Regions from separate parts of the Sorghum bicolor genome. Here region 1 is linked to region 2. A link is a contact called in public HiCAR-type data. All regions are on one chromosome and are shown on one strand. Each heading gives the region's core, a stretch centred on a gene start, on an enhancer-like site or on the middle of the called end of the contact. The rest is flanking DNA. Distances are from core to core; before and after follow the strand shown.

What was found. HiCAR-type assays count read pairs that join an accessible place to other places.
Region 1: a contact with region 2 is called in a HiCAR-type map of leaf, with 2.9 times the contacts expected there. The contact joins the promoter of LOC8077475 here to the promoter of LOC8077473 in region 2. A contact is called at or near these places in 1 of 4 Hi-C or Micro-C datasets (leaf) and 1 of 1 datasets of contacts at active chromatin or transcription factors (leaf).

What each region holds. Positions count from the first base shown.
Region 1 is chr2:68,473,940-68,480,622 of Sorghum_bicolor_NCBIv3, reverse strand. It overlaps LOC8077475 (GTPase activating protein 1), which reads right to left and starts at 5,263. Exons shown (of 3, transcript XM_002460692.2): 1 at 4,724-5,263; 2 at 4,095-4,190; 3 at 3,421-3,989. The coding sequence starts at 4,840. The coding sequence ends at 3,699. It overlaps LOC8077476 (receptor-like protein kinase At3g21340), which reads left to right. Exons shown (of 9, transcript XM_002462854.2): 3 at 1-144; 4 at 792-863; 5 at 1,504-1,575; 6 at 2,111-2,182; 7 at 2,276-2,353; 8 at 2,435-2,619; 9 at 2,702-3,279. The coding sequence ends at 2,829.
Region 2 is chr2:68,433,196-68,439,482 of Sorghum_bicolor_NCBIv3, reverse strand. LOC8077473 (bisdemethoxycurcumin synthase) reads left to right here and starts at 2,211. Exons shown (of 1, transcript XM_002462851.1): 1 at 2,211-3,413. The coding sequence starts at 2,211. The coding sequence ends at 3,413. LOC8077472 (ATP-dependent DNA helicase SRS2-like protein At4g25120) reads right to left here. Exons shown (of 30, transcript XR_002449669.1): 22 at 6,168-6,270; 23 at 6,039-6,095; 24 at 5,414-5,577; 25 at 5,102-5,195; 26 at 4,866-5,010; 27 at 4,591-4,653; 28 at 4,429-4,488; 29 at 4,263-4,325; 30 at 3,786-4,095.

The sequences.
Region 1 (6,683 bases), core at 4,014-6,513, 38 kb before region 2:
TGCATTGCGAACGTTGAAGGGTTCACTTGGTCTTCCTCTTCGACTTGGCTGGAATGGTGATCCCTGTGTTCCTCAGCAGCATCCATGGAGTGGAGTTGATTGCCAGTTTGATAACACCAAAGGGAATTGGATCATTGATGGATTGTACGTTCTCTAGATCATGCTCATTCTATGATTCACATCACGAGGGATTGATATTTTTATGATTACCATGCCAGAAGTGATGTAACAGATTTTGTTTATTGATCATTTGAAACTAAGATAAACCTCTGCCCAAATTTGCTAGTATATGTTTAGATAAAAACATAGCAATATTACTATTATACTATCTACTTATTTATTTGAAGCATAAAAATTAAATGTAGCAGATGCATTCCAGTAACGTCAAACTAGTACAAATGGAAAATTGAACGAATAAAACAGTCTCTAACTGAACTTCCAAATTTTCCATGAGCTGACACCAGCTGACATCCTATATTTTCTGTTCTGAAGTATTCCCAAATGGAAGTTGAATCAAGTATTTTAGTGGCTTGAGGCTTACAACATCTTTTTTTGATCCCGAGGCTTACAAGATCTTGCTCCTCGTCTTGTTGCATAATGCATTTAAAACTGTCAGGCTTGCTTAAAAGGTCACAGAGTTTTTTTCTTAGCTCTTGTTGTATGTCATATTTATGGGCCTAACCATAATGTTTTTGCTTACTGTTATATGCATTAGGATTTCAAAATTATTAGTCAATGGTAGTTCATACTTTTTTGCTGCATGTTTTTAATACTACTCCTTGAATGTGCAGAGGTCTTGACAACCAAGGTTTAAAAGGGGTCATACCTAGTGACATATCTAAGCTGCAACATCTGCAAAACATGTGAGTTTCTTTATAGAACACTGGCATGAATGACTGACCACTTGATATTATTCTGTTTATCAATAGTTTTCATTATCTGTTACAGTGAAAAGCCTGTAACATTTTCACAACAATAACTGGAATTATTATTTTTAAATATGTGTATCTTATTAAACCTGTGCAACATAAAAGACCACTGGAAACGGGCTGAAGCATCAAGAATCAGCGTAATGCTGCTCTGTAATTGCTCCATGTCATCTGGAAGTAGATGATGCAGAATTTTTTAGTGTTCAACTATGTTTTTATGCACAATACATGAAAACAGCTAATATGGCCATCACATATTTAACATGCTTTCGATAGTTTTAATTATGGGACTGATTTTATGGCATATGCTGATATAGTAATAATAAAAAACTGCAAACCCCTTGCAGCACAGAGTTTAAGCTCTTAAGAATATCAGTTGCTGGCCAGAACTGGTTGGGTTATGGTTCATGGTGACATGGCTAAGTAGAATATAGAGTAATCCATTATTGTTTAAGAAGTTAAATCCGACTGCAGATTGAAGTAGTCATTTAGAGTTCTTACTGTCATAACTCACAAGGAAGTGCTAGCACTTCTGGTTATTCTGACAGAAGTAACTGCCTATCTTGTGAAACAGAAACTTGAGTGGCAATAGCATAAAGGGTAACATTCCAATCTCCCTGGGTACCATCTCTGCACTGCAAGTACTGTAAGTGCACTTCAGTGTATCTGTTATATATTTCTGTTCTTTCAAGGACGTCCTAATACGTATATGATTTTCTGATGAAATTAAGCAAAAATTTCGTAAATGGTACTCCATATTTATTAAGTTCCCAGCTGGTTAATTTGCAATACCAATTGAACTTGGATAGGCGATTGTTGGGAAAATTTATTTATTTGTCTGAATATTTGCCCTTAATAGCTGGATATAGAACATCAGAAGCGGTGGTTGCAGTTATTGTATCTTGCATCATCATATCAAAATTGCTAGTGTCCTTGATACTTCATATTTGTAGTGACTTTTCAGTCTGCTTATCACTTTTCTCAGTGCACATGGAGCTAATCTTTTTAAATGCATCTTGTGACACATTACAAGTAGGAAATCAATTGCTGTTTTAGTTGGAGGATTCAGCTCATGTAATTAGCATGTCAATACTATTTTGGTTTTCCTTCTTTTAAATTGTCTTCTAGGAAATATGTTTGGTCACTTATATTTGACAAATAGTTTTAAATTTTCTTCACAGGGATCTGTCATACAATGAGCTTAATGGATCTATTCCAGAGAGCCTAGGCGAGCTGGCATTGTTACAGATACTGTTAGTGCACTAGTTACTCTGTTTTAGGTTGGCCTTTTCACATTTGTTTTTCCTTCCCCAAAACCTAAGACTAATAGAAGTTCTGCTATGCAGGAATCTGAATGGCAATCGTCTTTCTGGTCGTGTTCCAGCCAGTTTGGGAGGAAGGCCTCTGCACAGAGCTAGATTTAAGTGAGAAATGACTTGATTTGTAAAATTTCTCTTCCCTTTTTCACGGTAAGGAACATAATGATTGCTGTGACAAAACTGCAGCTTCACGGACAATGCTGGATTATGTGGAATTCCTGGGTTACGTGAGTGTGGCCCTCATCTATCCGTGGCTGCGAAGATTGGCATGGCTTTTGGTGTGCTTTTAGCCATTCTGTTCCTAGTTGTATTCGCTGCGTGCTGGTGGAAGAGACGGCAAAACATTCTCCGTGCTAAAAGATTAGCTGCAGGTAAAAAATGTGAACAGTCGTCCAATGAAAAAAAACATTACAAAGGTTTGTGTTGTAACGGATTTACATTTGACCATTGCAGCAAGGGAAGCTCCTTATGCAAAATCAAGGACCCAGTTCACCCGGGACGTGCAAATGACCAAGCATCAACGCACACATGAAAGTGTTCGGAGCAGCAACAATGAAAGCTCACCGCATCTGCTTTCCTAGCTCGGCAAAAGACTGCAACGGTGACTTGGCTTCCATCCATAATTCAGTTCTTTGTATGCTCCTCCGTAGGCTTGAAACACGAAGCTGTACATACTAGCTAGGTCATTAATGTTGTATATACTTGTATTTTTGGTGACCTAGAACTCAGGAGAGGCATCAGTCTATCAGATAGGAGAAATTACCCATTCCATCCTACTTACTGTTCTGACTACTGCTGTTGAATTCTCCTTCACTGTTCAAGTATGCTTATTGTCAGTTTTGTACTCGGTGGTCTGAAGTTCTGCAAAACTGCTTTTTACCAGAAGGTGGAGCCCCTTTTCCTAATAGATTAAGTTTTTGGATTAAACTAATTGGTGCATGCAACTCAATATTGTTCAGAGATCTTGAGGTTTGAATCCTGACTCTTATCAGGAGTGTTGAAATATAAAGTGAATTGTCCACCTTTTTCTATCCGTTTAAACTTTTTGGCCGGTGCATGCAACTCAATATGCTGAATCTAATATCCAGTTCATCCTATCTGCAATGTTGAAGCAAATAGTAGTTTTTTTAGCTCTACATGGTGATCTACTGATAAATGGCTTTATGGAAATGTGATCAAGACGGCACATAACTGCAGTATGGAATAGCTTCACAGATGTTGAGAACAAATGTCTTTTGTGGATTAAAAAACCCCCCCGCAGAAATCACGCAGAAGCAAAAGTGAATACAGGCATTGCTGCCAGTGCCAGTAGCATGAGCCTTCTGCATATACCTTCTGCAAACACGCATTATACACATATCATAATATATTGTAGTAAAATCAGCTGGGCAGGCGTCGCCTCCTCATATGCCCCTCCTGGGTCCGTCCCCGCCGGTCGAGGGGATCGGATTCACCGCGCGACGCCGGGGATGTTGACCCAGGACAGGTGCAGGACGAGCTCGCCGGTCTCGGTGTTCCTGAGCTTGAGCACGATGTCCTGGGAGACCTTGCCGTCCTTCCACGTGATGTGGCTCTCGGTGGCGAGGCAGTTGCCGCCCTTCTCCGGGAGGATCGACTTCATCACCGTGCCGTCGGGGACGTCGCTGAGGTCCTGCTTGGCGATCTCCACGAAGTTGAGGATGCAGAACTCGGCGTTGCCCATGCTGTCGTCCTTGGTGAACGTGTCATGGTCGAAGAGTTCCTGTCAGTCGAAGCGCCAAAAAGACGAAGAAGAGTTTACACATTCAGAGGGTACTGAAAAGAATTTGCTGCATTGTGGCCATGGAGATCATGGCGATGAACTCACAATCTTGACCGGGTTCATCATGTTTGTGATGGACAGGGTGAGTTCCTCGTTCCATTCTGGGTTGCACGTGCGGTATTTTATACTTGACTTCACTTTCTGCGCAATATATATGAAAACAAATGGCCACATTATGAGAAATTGACTAAGATGCAAAAAACAGGAATTGGACTCTAGGATTTTTATAATAATATATAAAGAAATGCATGCAACGGGGATGCTTCTTCCCCATTAATTGCCGGCCATGGCCAGAGCGCAAGCGAGAGGAAGGGAGGGAGGAAGAAGAAATAGATGAGGGGCAACGAGGTCATTTCACATCATACAGACACATTTGCATTCCTATGCGTCGTACCACGTATGCAAAAATGGTCCAAAATTATGAAATCTTCTCTCTCAGGTGACAAATATGTAGGGGCAATTCTAAGAGTGACATTTGAAGAGGTGCCAACAACCAAAAAGTTAAATATCCATTAGAACCTTATCTTTTTATCTGTAATTGTAATTGCTTTCTGCTTTTGCTTAATAAATTTCAGTAGGGGCCAATGCCCCTCCTGTTTCCTCGAAAAAAAAAATCCATTAGACTTGGGCTCACGATCGAAGCTGGTGGCCGGAGCGGCCTGCAGTTTAATTACCTGCTGTCCGTGGCGGAGGACGACGTAGGGGTCGCTGCTGTGGGTGAGCGGGTCGCAGATGGCCAGGTGCACTCCTCGCACCACCCGCACCTTGAGCAGCCCTAGCAGGCACTCCATATCTCTCCCTGATCTCCTCCCTCGTCCTTCTCGATCGACCCCCTCTCTCCCTCCGACCACGCAGCAAAAGGGAGGGAGGGCCTGACCGAGGACGTACGACAACCCCGGCGTCAACAACGGGAGATGAATGAAAACCCGGAGACAGCTTGCAAGACACAAGCTTTTTTTTGCTCGATCCGCCTTGGCCAACAACTGGACGGAGCTAGCTAGCTTGGGAGATCGATCTCCTTGGGGATCGGAGGGCAAAGAGTACTATGCAGAGGCTGGACGACAAGCTAGCGCGGGGAGCGGCCGGCCGGCTACTACGCATGCGCAGCCGCAAATACATGCGCGCGCCGCTCCCAAACTGTCTCATCGCTGTCGCTTTTCGTTCCTGTTCTTCTACCTGGTCCATCCATTTCCTCCGGTTCTGGTACGTAGTAGTAGCATCTGGAGCTGGAGCACGCGAGGTGCAGTTTTCTCCGGCCGTCTCTAATTTAGCTGACCGGCTGCATGGCCGGCCCCATATGCACTGATTGCAAAAAAAAAAAAAAACAATGGAGTTGCAGTTGCTGCTGAAAATTACCCTCTGGAAACTGACACGGACGAAAACAACGTTATTGGGCTTGCGCAAAGACGCACGGCATCTTCTAAAAAAACCCAAATTTATAAGATTATTCGTCACATCAAATTATATGGTACATACATAAAGCATTAAATATAGATAAAAAGATATTTATGGGATATAGGGTGTCAAGGAGTGGTTGACATGGTTTCAAGTTTTCTGTTTCATATAATCATATATAACACATGTCGTGTGAGTCCTGACGCTGGCGGATACTAGGTCATGCATGATGTGACGACCCCAAGTTTGTCTCCCCGGCCTACATGCCACGCTAGGTCTGGCGGTGCTACGAAAGGAGCGCGGTGGCGGTGTCGAGTGCGACTGTCGCAAGGCGAGAGCCGGCGTCCTGTCGAGGTGTACAGCAGGTCCCTACCACACATCATGGCTGAGCCTTCGCCGTCGTGGCCAAGTAGCATGGCAGGTTCTAGAAATATATATAAGCTAGGACTGCACATCTCGCCTGAGCCTCCGCCGCACGTCCCGACACCCTGCGCACTACACCACTGCGTGGGTGGATGAATGCGGTGCAGTGCGGCGTGGTTGGTGTGATTGGCGCGTGCAGCGCAATATGCATGAGGAGAGTGAGGAAGGTACAATAATACAAATTTAGAGAGCTAAGTCTATATTTCATAAGTATTACGATCAGAATGAGAACTTGAAACAAGTCTATAGGGAGGTGAATGTAAAGTTCAGAATGTCATGTGTGCAATTTGTAAGTTGCGCGACTAGTTGAAAACTCAGGACATGTTTAGAGAGCTGAATCTGCAATATGCAAGTCTAAGACCACTGGGGACTAGAGACAAATTCAAGGCCCAACAGTGAAATTTACTCAATACTAATTAACCATACCTCCAAGTCGATCTATGTGGAGTAAATTTGAGGTTTAGCACAATAATAGATAGAAATAGGAGGATTCCCCGAGCGTTGATGCGGGTATGAAGGAAGAATAGAAATATGGTCTCATTATAGTCTATTGAATCATCTATATATATATATATATATATATAGCTTGATTATTAGTAGTCAGTTTTAGAAGAGAAAGACAGGAAGTCACGTGAGAGAATAATACTAGCAGTATGCATGCATAGTCATATGTAGGTAACTGCATCCACTACTAAAACTATTTGTGAGTGGACACTTAATTGCATGCGGCAGTCGGAGAAGTGGATGATGACGTGGCGTAAGGAGGTGTAAGATAATTAGCTTAGTAAGATTTATCTTTATAGAGTATATAGATAA
Region 2 (6,287 bases), core at 962-3,461:
ACGCACTGACATCGCCTCGAAGGCCACCACTCCACCAAAATGTCACAAAGATCCCAAGCGCTCCACATCACCAAGATAGAAGGGCAACACAACCCAATCACTCAAAGCTCTCAAGGCTTAAACTCACAAGCATGCACTATATATAGTGTTTCTCCTAGCTTTGGATGTGATCTTGAATGGCTTGAGAGGGTGGATGAAGTCTAGAAATACTTGCTCTAACAATTGTATCAGCCTTCGAGCACAGTAACACACTCAAGCAGGTGAGGTAACCGCATATATATAGCCTCATCCCCTCAACTAATCTTGTAAAGAAATTGTGAGTAGTGGACAATCCACTGCCTTGAATGCATTCATCGCCAAATCATACGGTGCTACTAGCCATTGCAATTTTCCTACTGCTGCATTGTCTAGTGTTGTCTTTTATTCTTCCATCAGGCCGTCTAGTGCATATAATCTTCTCTAGCCACATCTTTGATGTGTACCGAACAATACGTCATTGTGCACTTCCTATCAACAGTTGGTCCAGTGCACGCCTTGCATAGCGGCCAAGTCCCTAGAGACATCGTCAGATGATCCAATGGTCTTCTACCTTCACACTAGAACGTTTGGTAAGTGTTTTGGCCCCATACTGCCATGTGGAGAACTCTCCTTGGCCGCATCTGTCTTTAATTCTCTGGTAGTATGTTCTTCCTTTGGCCAACTGTCTGTTCCATTAACATATAACATTTGTTGAGCCTGGCGGGATACCAGACTCTTAACTTCCTGGTGAATCTTCTACTGGTGTGACAAGAGAAAGTATCCACTGAGTGTATCTTATACTATTAAGGGACGAAAGTTATGCCATTATAAGCTATTTTACTAATCGTTCTTCTATTTAAAAGATTACTCTAAGAGAGGAGCTAGAGCTAGCCAAATGTACCCTTAGTCCTTTGCATGCATATGCATGGTTTATTAGTTCAAGCCAGTTCCAAGCTATGGTCCAAATAAAAATGATTCAGATGGTTTCTTTGGCGTGTTCCATTACAATGTCCTCCCTCAGATCCATGTCTTCTCATTGGATTGCACGAATGGTGCTAATTTGACCCGTGTACTTCCTTGACATTGCCTGAATATTGTCTTAGTAAGTACTGATATATACTATAGTATATCTAAACACTTACTCTCTCTATACCAAAATATATAGTATTTAAATTGTATTCTGAAATAGTTATCATCCTCACTTTTTAATGTATCTTTCTCTTCTCCTATTTTTTTCCCAATACATCACTATCTCTACTTTTTTTGGACCATCAAAAGAAAAAAAATAGGAATATTTTGCTCTTTTGTCTTCTAAATTAATTGGTCTTTGTGAGAGAGTCTAAAACATCAATTAGTAATAGAGAATGAAGGGATCAGAGTAGACGTCTAACTTTGCAGTACTCAGGGATAGAAAGTTATTTTTTTTTAATATTTGAGGGGGGCAATAGTGTTGAATTTTTATTTCTTTTTTGAATTTTAAAGATCTTAGTGGAAAATTCACGTTTACAGAGGGGCATGCCTCCCCCTGCCGCCTATTTCCGCCCCTGGTAGTACTATCATCGAAGAGTAGGCGTGCCCCTCCTGTGTACTCCCTTCGTCCTCCGTCCAAAAAAGAATACAAACTTATATTTGTACTAAATTTATAGTAAATAATATTAATATTTATAGCTTCGAATAATTTTATTATAAAAATATATTCTATGAGTCTATTACTAATCTAATAATACTTATTTTATATCATGAACTTTAAAATTTTTTATATAAATTTAGTCAGAGTTCAAGTTGTTTGATTCTAAAAAAACGATAATTACATTATTTTGTCACATGTCAAACTCCTGATGCGCAGTTGACCGGGCTAAGTCATTTCCCCACAGCAGTGGCGGCCAGTGCCATCCGTGGTATAAGATCGTCGCCATCAGTAGCCCGGCCGAACGCACATCGCACTCAATGGAACGCTAGCTACGAGGAAATCAACAGGCCCACAACTAGTACTGACTAGTAGTAGTATAAATAGAGAGCACCTCCAGCCTCTCTGAAGCACCAAGCCACAGACGCAAATTTTCGATCCCTAGCTAGCAGGAGCAGGAGCAGCGCACTAGCTACTGAAGCTAGCTGCTAGTAGCTAGAGCACACCGGCGAGCCAGCTGGTTAACGTAACTCCTCGGTGTCTTCCCTTCGACTACTTCCATTCCATGGGCAGCGCTCCCGCCACCATCGGCGATATGAGGCGTGCCCAGCGCGCGGATGGCCCGGCTGCCGTGCTAGGCATCGGCACGGCGAACCCGCCGACGTGCTTGGCCCAGGACGAGTACCCCGACTACTACTTCCGCGTCACAAAGAGCGAGCACCTCACCGACCTCAAGGGCAAGCTCACCAGGATCTGTAACAAGTCCGGCATCAAGCAGCGCTTCATCCACCTGGACGAGCAGCTCCTCGCCGCGAACCCGGACTTCACCGACCGCACGCTGCCCTCCCTGGACGCCCGCGTGGAGATCGCCTCCGCCGCCGTCCCGGAGCTGGCCGCGTCCGCCGCGGCCAAGGCCATCGCTGACTGGGGCCGCCCAGCCACCGACATCACCCACCTCATCTTCAGCACCTACTCCGGCGCGCGCGCGCCGAGCGCCGACCGCCGCCTCGCGTCCCTGCTGGGCCTCAGCCCCACGGTGTCCCGCACCATACTCAACCTCCACGGCTGCTACGGCGGGGGCAGGTCGCTCCAGCTCGCCAAGGAGCTCGCGGAGAACAACCGCGGCGCGCGCGTCCTCGTGGCGTGCTCCGAGATCACGCTCATCGCCTTCTACGGGCCGGAAGGCGGCTGCCCCGACAACATCCTGGGACAGGCTCTGTTCGGCGACGGCGCCGGTGCCGTCATCGTCGGCGCCGACCCTGTCAGCCCCGTGGAGCGCCCGCTGTTCGAGATGGCCTTCGCCTCGCAGACCACCATACCGGAAACCGAGGATGCCATCTCCATGCAGATCAACAAGGGTGGCATGGAGTATCACATCTCCAACCAGGTTCCCCGGTTGCTGGGATGCAACGTGGAACGCTGCCTCGTCGACGCGTTTGGCGCGCTTGGCATCAACAATAACGATTGGAACGACCTCTTCTGGGCGATCCATCCTGGTGGTCGTGCTATTCTGGACCACATCGAGGGAGTGCTCGGCCTAGACGATGGCAAATTGGCCGCCAGTCGCCACGTGCTCAGTGAGTTCGGTAACATGAGCGGCACAACGGTGATCTTCGTGCTCGACGAGCTGCGCCGCCGTCGGGGTCTGGCAGTCAAGCAGGAGGAAGGCAAAGCACCGGAGTGGGGAGTCATGATGGCGTTCGGACCGGGAATCACAATAGAGACCATGGTGCTGCGTGCCCCTGCCGCCAATCTGGAGGGAAATTAGAAATTCAAATTTAAATGCCCTACAACCCGGTGAGCAACGATATTACAAGTCATTGGATCCAGCAATAAGTAAGACGGACCTAAAATAATGGACCGTAAGAAGGCGGCGGAGTGCTAAATTAGTAGTCCCTTAACTATCAGCTTAATATGTATTGTTTTTTGATTGATTGTTTAACAATAAAATAGGTCATGTTGGGTCTAGACCTTTATATGTGTGTTGATTTTTTTCATTTGATTAAATAACAGTTTATAGTGTAATGTTCTTTATTTCATCATGAATAATAAACATAGTGGAGTCCATATAATTTGGAATGAATGGAGTACAAGTCTAGCCACTGCCGCCAATACCACTGCCAAGGGCCAAGGCCCAAGAGAAGCAAAAACTCTTGGCGTCACAGCAATATAGCATGTATGACAGGAATATGGCTAAGAACAGAAAATAGATATGATCGGAGCTGTCATACAACCCTGATGTTTCCAGTACACAACACTACAATGGAGTGGACACTGCTACATTCATAGTATAGACAGCATGTACATAAACATATAAGGTGTATGGCCTTATGGTTCTAGCACAAATTCCGTCGACCAAGTCAGAGTGATTTGTACTTTTCGATGAGATTTGATGCGTGCAAGCGAGAAGTCGGAGTGATGGTGCACCCCAGGTTTCGAAGGTACGATATCTGGAGGACAAACAGGGACGAATTCTGTTTAGTATTCTGATAAGAGAGCAACATGGGCTTCAAAAACAACAGGCAGAATCATAAAGAGCACAGATGCACAGCATGCAATTCCGACAAACTAACACGCTGATGCAACAAGATGAACAAGGAGTTCTGAGATAGCTGACCTGCTTGGCTGTGGGTTCTGACGAACCCATAGAGTTCTCAATCCTCTGCTTTTGGAAATGTTCCTGAAATAAAACCATAAAAAGGTCACAAAAGGGTCTACCGAAGGACAGATAAATAGCTCCATTTTCTATAGTGCAAGATATTTGTAATGGCCCAAGATCTCACCTGCCTTTCTCTCATCAACTGGCTCCGCTTCTCTATTGGAATCTGTTCCCACTTGATAACCTGAAGTTCACATTATTGAATTATTATTTTATTTAGTAAGGAAAAACTAACAACATTGTCAGTTCTGATACCGAGAAATATAACAACAATAATTAAACTCACATATTGTGCGTAGCCCAATGCTTCATCACCGCTTAGGAACAACTTCAGTTTTCGCAAGACATCCTGGATAAGAAACTTGCCATCAGTTTTTTTCCAGGTTAAGCTCTCGAATACAAGAGAACTTTTGTCATTGTTCCTTTGCCCTTTCAAAGTACAGATGATGACAAATAACATTGCCAGCAAGATAACAACAACCGTGAAGAACAGATATAAGCTGATAGGAGAATCAATAAGTCTGGTGATGCTTTGATATGGGAAAGAGGAAAAGGGGTTACCTTGCGCTTGTATCCTTTACCACGTAGGCGTTCATCAATCACAAAACTGATCTGAAAATTCAAGCATACATCTAACATGAAATAGGCATAGAAGGGCACTGGCAATCCCAAAGCTTTAGTGGTAAATGTCACAAATGCGTGGTCACTGCGATAGTGGAAGGCATCAAAGTATCTTAGCCTGGTGGTATCCAGATTCCAGAGTGTTCAGTGTTCATGTACTGTGAAGAATTCAGTACCTTTTCAAGTAATCTCTTTGGATTTTGAAATGCCTGCTTCTTTCCCCAATTATGAAATATATGTGAGACTACCGATCTATCATCAATGTCAAACCTATAAAATGAATAAGGAATCAAGTTAAGCGACGGGGGAAAATGTAAAGCAAATAACATAGCAAAGCAAAGCTTTGCATGAACATGATGAATCTGTTCTTCAGAAACTGAAATGGTTATGCAAAGGAGAAATAATGTTTTTTCACCACTAGAAAACTCCAAATATCCACAAGAAGCAAAGTTAAAAATGAAACATCAGATCATACAAAGATGATTTACTTTCTCAAGAAATCATTAGCAAGGCATCCTTGAGCCAGTTCTGGATAAGGTGAAACTTCGTTCTGTCCCATAATTGGCTTTCCGATTGATATATTCCCTTCAGAGTCATCAAAAGGAATATCACCTGAAGGCTGTTCAGGCATTTTTCTCAGAGTCTCTTCGCCCTACAAGTTAACAAAAAACAAAACAATTGTGAAGAAGAATTATGTACATACAAGATATTACATAAGAGTATGCCTGCTGATGAAAGAAATAAGCCAAATTGGTTCATATTGGGATATCTTAATGGTAGGGAATAGAGGCAATTTGAACTCAGAAAAGTCTAGGGACGCAAAGGCCAAGCCACACCATTGACTCATCCTAGTTGTTTTGGCTATGTATTATATCTAATATATCATATGTCCAAATGAGCTATCAATTAGGTGGAAGTTGAGGGGAGTGGGTTTTAGGTTAACCCACTTGTATTCTTACCTTACCATCAGAAAAATAGTTTTCAGTTCATAAAGTAGTTCAAGACTGAGGTTTCTTCTTCCAAACAATACTGTGGGGACGTTCTTTCTCCCACAGGCTGAGTTTTTAGGTAAGGATTAGATTTAGTAAAACTAAATCTAATGGTATTGCTCACCTGCACCTCAAGAAGGTGAACTGGAATTTCTCTGAGGAAACGTGAAGGTTGCAGAAGCTGTATAAGCAAATAGGTCAGTTAAAAAAATGATATTGCTTAAAGATAAGCATGATACAGTAAATAGCCTGCCTGACGGTTAGAGTCAACTGTAACATGCAAGATGTACAGCTTTTTCCGAGCTCGTGTCATTGCAACATAGAGTAACCTCCTCTCCTCCTGTAATGAGCAAGTCCTAGAATATATATTGAG